Regions from separate parts of the Mus musculus genome. Here region 1 is linked to region 2. Evidence: chromatin contacts called from public HiChIP or PLAC-seq data. All regions are on one chromosome and are shown on one strand. The core of a region is the stretch at or near the end of the contact, and the rest is flanking DNA. Distances in the headings are between cores, read along the strand shown. Region 1 overlaps Gm34649 (a long non-coding RNA gene). Region 2 has its middle 21 kb from the start of Nbeal1.

Region 1 (3,187 bases), core at 289-2,788, 780 kb after region 2:
TTGAACTTTATAGACAGGATGTAGTTGAAGAGGGATGTGGGGATCCATGTTGTAAACACTGGGATAGAAGGAAACTTTAGAAAACCCTACAGATACTGAAGGCTGGGATTCAGGAAATCCTGGGAACTTGAAGATCCTGCAGGAACAACCTGAATGGGCAGGTGCATTCTTTGGAGTCAAGTAACCCTAAAGTTCTGCATCATCAAGGACATGGATGGACCATAGGCATGATCAGGGCACCCAACTTAGCTGAGGATACAACTGTCTTCTGTTATAGCATTCTTGAGTCATGTGGTCAAAGGTCTCTATCTTTGGAGAGGAAGTGAGTTCCTTAAGATGAGAATGGTCTGGTAAGAAGGGGCACCAGAGTATAACTTATATGGGTGACATGTTATCTAAAACACTCTGGGATAAGGGAATGCCTTAGTGGTCGAGAGCATGTACTGTTCTTGTAGAAGACCCATGTTCAGAAACCTAGATCTGATGACTCACAACCACCCACAACTCCAGCTACAAGGGGTCTAACACCCTCTTCTGACCTCTAGTGGCATCCACACTTACACATGCACATAATTTTAAAACAAAAATAGCAAATCTAAAATACTGGATACCATGATGCATGAGATCTGGAGTCACGAACTGTGTGGTGGGCCATCTCTGTCTCACTTACCCCGGGTCTCAGCTTATTCCTTTTCTTTTTGCTCATCTTGACTTAACCCTTTAAATGCCTGGGTGACCTTATCTTTGTCGCCTAGAGCGGCTCATCCTGTTGGCAGAGGTCCCCATCCCTTCTCATCTCTTAGCTTTGCTTGACAAACACCAGTTACTCCATCTTGTCCTTTTCAGAACTGGCATTGGCTTAAGACACAGAGTGTATTGTATGCCACCTGTCCAGAGAGATGTGACCTGTGCTCTCCTGCTCAGGAGTTATTAACTAGGGCTCTCCAGTGTCTCTTTTCTAATGGGAATCCCTCCAACCTGTTAAGACAAACCAACAGGGTTTGGAAAACTTCCTTCAGTGGGAGGGGTAACAAACATACTTATTGGAAAAGTGAAAAGAAAGCTTGTGTTTGAGCTCCTCTGCAGATTGTGTTTGGAAAGGGGAAATGAGAGAGAAGCAAGCATGGGGTTTTTCCCCTTTGGTATTGCTCCCTTGCTTTATCTCCCTGTTCCAACTCCTTTGCTTCCAATTTCTCTACCTCTTGCTACAGTTCTAAGAGTGGTCAGGAAACAAGGTACCATTTCTACACACCCGGACATGGGTGATTCTCTCTCTCTGCTGTGGCACAAGGCAAAGAGCTGCTTTCTTGGGTAGGAGGGGCTGGGTGAGGGCACACATCCCCTTTGGAAGATTTCCAGGATCTTAATTAGAAAAAGAAGATTTTCAGCCTAGAAGGTAGTAACCAGATTTGATCTTCAAATGATGGCAATTAACTGACTTTTCTTTAGTTTTTTCAAAACAGGATATTGCTGGTCAGGTGTGCAGCTCTTGTGGTATCGCTAGGTGTTCTCCCTAATGCACTGAGGGCATGAGCTATAGGCTCACACTCAAGCAATAGCTGAGTCTTCTTGCCTCTGATTGGGTTTCCTATGCTATGTGGTCCATATGATGGCCTGAAAACTAATGTAGCCTCAGCAATGGACTGCAGATAGAGAATTTGCTACCACTAAACAAATCCCAGAGAAAATTGTACTCAGATCCACAAATGGTACCTTCTGACTTATGGAGCTTCTCTTGAGTTTTGAAATTCAGTTCCTCTTCTCTCTTTCACTTCCCACTACAAAGTGCTGACTTAGCTTCAAAATTTCTTTTTGGTGATCTTTTTACCCTACTTGGAACTTCTATAGAGATTTTTCTTTTTTTTCCCCCTTCCTGTTATTTTCATTTTTGAGCATTTATGGGGTATTTGATGTGAATGCCAATGGGCCCAGACCATAGGTTTAATCTTCATTGTGGGGCTCTTTAAGATTGCCAGCAGAGAATTCTGTGGTTTGTAAAATTCCAGTTGGTAAGAAAGTTTCTTCCCCTACTTTGTTTCTATTGTGGCCTTTTCCTCTCCTCAATCTTCTGTGTTTGTGAATATTAAGGGTATGGAAGTAGCTTATTACTGCCAAACCCTGTGGCCCCTGCTTTCTAGAAAAACCACAGAACTGTAGTGCCATTCTCAATAGCCTCTCTCCCTTTGCAGAATCTCCCCCCCCCCCCTTGACATGAAAGTCTCTGAGCCTGTATGTTACCTTTTAACTTTTCTCTATTTCACTTGTAAATGTCAAGATCTACGGTTTGAGTTTCACGGTAAAGGAGGCGACCATCGCTGGCTCTCATGTATCTGCCTTCTTCTTCAGCTTAAAGAACAGGTTCAGCAAGGAGGCCTGTCCCTTCTCCTGCTCTACCCTCATCTCCACCAGCACCTTGGCCATTAGCATTTGTCAAGGATAGATTCATTGGTGTTTGTGTGGGTCACGTGAATCTGTCTTTTGTTGGCTTAGATCCAGAAGTCTATTGATGAAAGACCTTGGTAGCTAATTTTATCTGTTCACTGGTCCACACGATGCCCAGATACTTGATAATGCCACCAATTATTTCCTCATCCTCAGGCTAATCTCAATCTAAACTAGAAGCATATAGCGACTCCCCTGGGGCTCTGTTGGCTATCAGCAGACCTTTAGACTTTGCCAGCCTCTATAGTTGCACGAGCCAATTTTTCTTTCTTTAGATGCCCCAACTCTTTTTCTCTGCTCCTTTTTTGGAGACCTCTAACATGTTAGGCTCTTTTAGGTTGGAGAAATGGCTCTGTTAGTTAAGTGTTTTTCATGCAAGACTGAGAACCATCAGAGTTAAGAGCTCCAGAACCCTTGCAAAGGCCAAGTGGGTGTGGCAGCTTGCCTTTAATTTCAGCATAAGGGAGGCAGGTGCTGGAGTTCCCTGGAGCAAGCTGTCTACTCAGATTATCTGAAATAGCAGGCTCCAGGTTTAGTGAATGACCCTGCTTCAATATATAAGGTGGAGAATGCTCAAAAAAGACTTCTGGCATTGACCTTGGGCTACCTCTGCAAGCGTACACACATGCATGCACACCCACACATGTTTGTGTCCACATACATGTGTGCATGCATATGTACTACACATACATGCAAACACTCCCAAATATTTTAGAAAATAACTAGTTTCCAATATATTGTAGCT
Region 2 (3,050 bases), core at 42-2,541:
ATCCGATCTTGTTTTCTAAACAGTACTAGCAGACTTTGTTTTATAAAAGTAGTAAGTACATAATGGTTTCCATGTATGAGTTTTCCAAGAAGACATTAAAAAAGAAAGAAAGAAAGAAAGAAAGAAAGAAAGAAAGAAAGAAAGAAAGAAAGAAAGAAAGGGAAAGGAAAGGAAAGGAAAGGAAAGGAAAGGAAAGGAAAGGAAAGGAAAGGAAAGGAAAGGAAAGGAAAGGAAAGAAAAGAAAAGAAAAGAAAAGAAAAGAAAAGAAAAGACAAGACAAGACAAGACAAGACAAGACAAGACAAGACTCTTGCCACTTGATTGGGGTGGTGGTGCTAACATACAAAACAATCCAAACAAGTCCAACTTATCAAGTCAGTTTGTTCCTTTCAGAGAGTGGCAGCTTCACTTGCTGAAGCTTCTGAGGTTGCCCTCCCTTTTCACTTACCAAGCTCTAAGGTTACTCAGCAGTGTATCAGTAAAGCTTCTCTAAAGGAACAAACAATTGAATGTGCATGTACACACACATCCACACACACACATTTATTAGAATGGTTCAAATAACCCCACGATGGCTATCTCAAGGCAAGATTCCAGTAGTAGTGATGGGTCAGCAGTCCCAATCTCATGCTAGAGACGCAGAGAAGTCCTAGAAAGCTGTTAGTCTTCAGTGTGCACTGGAATCCTGAAGAAGTGCATTCTAACATCTACTATCAGTAGAGGAATTCATAAGCTACAAAATAGATGAACTTTCCTTAAAGAGAAGGCAAGTAGGCAAAATGCAGAAGCTTTCTTTCATGTCATTTCACGTGGGCAGCCACTAGAAGGTGTGGTCCAGATTTAGGGCGAGTCTTCCCACCCCAAATGATCCAGAGTTAGGGCAGATCTTTCATCCTTAAATGATACAGTCAAAAAAATCCCTCTGAGGTCTGCTCAGCTGCTTGGGGTTTGTTTTGGTTTTGGTTTTGGTTTTTTTAATTGGTTCCAGATGTAATAAAGTTGACAACCAAGAGTAACCATCCCAGCACCCAGCAGAGGGCAGAAGCAAACCAGGCCTGAAATAGAATTGCATGTTGGGGATCACGCCATCTTCAACTTAGCAGGAAAAGAATTATTATAGTGCAACCCAATACCCTTTTCTCCCCATCCCCCCACCAGTATCTTTCTTTTCTCACCCATTCCCTCTACTTTCATGTCATGAATGATTTTATGTGCCTATATAGAATCAACAGTATCAAGAGAAAGTGGGCAATATATGTCTTCCTGGAATCTTGAGGGTTTCAGTGAAACACTGTCAGACCACAGGAAGGATGGACGGTTTCCTACTGCTGTGGTTTGAATTAGCTTCATTGTACAGAATCACAGGCTGCTGCTGGCTAACTTTATTTACCTAGAATTTGGAGGGCAACTTTTGGGGGATGTTTTTGTGTATTGTGTATCCAGATGCTGATTTCTGCACCCAAAGATCTGGTTGCAGTCATTATTATGAAGCATATCCTCACTCGGTGTTTTGTAAACCATGGTTCTCCATAACCTTCTGATTGGTTAAAGAAATAGCTGAACAGCCGATAGCTGGGCAGGAGAGGAAAAGACTTCTGGCCCAGGGAAAGTGAGAGAGGGTCTCGGGAAGGGGAACAGGGAAGTCGACATAGGGTAGGGACATAGATGAAGAAGGATGACCCAGGGCAAGACTAAGATGACAGGTAATGGGCCATGTGGCTGGGAAGGTAGGCCAGGTCAGCATAGTCTGGTTAGAATATATGAGTATCTACCTAAAGCTTTTAATAAATGTAAAGATCTCCTTGTCATTATTCAGTAGGCATAGAAAAGCCCATAGTTTTACACAACTATCCATGAACAGTTTTTATTATTATTTGCTAGAGACTGAACCCAGGGCCTTGTTTGTGCTCAACACACACTTTTACCACTGGGGTATATCCTTTGCCCCTCTTAATCTTTGTTTTTGTTTCTTTGGTTTTGGTTTTTCAACAGAGGGTTTCACTGTGTAGTCCTGGCTGTCCTGGAACTCACTCTGTAGACCAGCCTGTCCTCTCAAATTCAGACATCTGTTATCCTTTGCCTCCCTAAGTGCTGGGATTCAAGGCCTGCACCACTGCCACCAAGCCTTGTTTCATTATTTTGGGACAAGGTCATACTATCTATATAGACTTCACTGGCCTGGAGCTCAGTATGACCAGACTACCTTTGAACTCACAGAGATCTGCCTGACTCTCCTGCCTTAGTGCTGGAATTAAATGCAAAAAAACCCTCTTAATCTTAATGTAACTCAAATGACTAGTAACTTTTCCTTCTGTGGTTAGTTTGGAAAATAACTCCCATTTGCCTGTGCCAGAGAAGTAAAACATTGGCATATAATCCAGCAATTCCATTCTTTGTTGTAAGGCAAATGGACTCACATGGATGCCTGCATGGCATCTCTAATCACAGCATTATTCACAATAGCTAAGGAGGGGACATAGCCCAAGTATTCATCAACTGATGAATGGATAAACACGATATGGCATGTACTTAACATGGAATATTTTACACAGACAGAAGAAGGAATTATGGGGCTGGCAAGATGGCTCACCGGGTAAAGTCCTGAGTTCAAATCCCAGCAACCACATGTTGGCTCACAACCACCTGTAATGGGATCTGATGCCCTCTTCTGGTGCATCTGAAGATAGCTACAATGTACTTAATTATAACAATAAATAAATCTTTGGGCCAGAGTGAGCAGGGTTGACCAGAGGGAGTGGGGTTGACTGGAGTGAACGGAGGTCCTAAATTCAATTCCCAACAACCATATGAAGGCTCACAGCTACAGTGTACTCATACATAAAAAATAAATCTTTTTTTTTAAGGAGAGGGAATTACTAAGACATACAATAACATGAATGAACCTTGAAAATTACGCTGAATGAGCTAGGTACAAAATGGCAAATATTATTCCACAAAATGTGTAGCATAAGAAACTTCATAGAGTCAGGCAGTAGTGGCACATGCCTTTAATCCCAGCGCTTGGGAGGCAGTGACTGGCAGATCTCTGT

Evidence for each region. HiChIP or PLAC-seq counts read pairs in DNA pulled down with a chosen protein or histone mark.
Region 1: a contact with region 2 is called in an H3K4me3 HiChIP or PLAC-seq map of bone marrow-derived macrophages, with 6 times the contacts expected there. The contact joins two enhancer-like sites. A contact is called at or near these places in 2 of 15 datasets of contacts at CTCF or cohesin (large pre-B cells and pro-B cells), 26 of 484 Hi-C or Micro-C datasets (the C10 cell line, CD4 T cells, CD8 T cells and 18 more) and 3 of 115 datasets of contacts at active chromatin or transcription factors (bone marrow-derived macrophages, cardiomyocytes and thymic regulatory T cells).

Annotation. Positions count from the first base shown.
Region 1 is chr1:60,939,688-60,942,874 of GRCm38.p6, forward strand. The region is part of intron 9 of Gm34649 (a long non-coding RNA gene); the gene reads left to right. Among named protein-coding and RNA genes, the nearest start is that of Gm34649, 20 kb to the left of the region's middle. Within about 2 kb of position 1,539, at least 58 of the 459 cell types and tissues checked have an H3K27ac peak or open chromatin away from gene starts, as enhancers often do. A contact at or near this core is called in CD8 T cells, Th1 cells, bone marrow-derived macrophages and 1 more, where this site is marked.
Region 2 is chr1:60,157,625-60,160,674 of GRCm38.p6, forward strand. No RefSeq gene overlaps it. Among named protein-coding and RNA genes, the nearest start is that of Nbeal1, 21 kb to the right of the region's middle. Within about 2 kb of position 1,292, at least 52 of the 459 cell types and tissues checked have an H3K27ac peak or open chromatin away from gene starts, as enhancers often do. A contact at or near this core is called in CD8 T cells, Th1 cells, bone marrow-derived macrophages and 1 more, where this site is marked.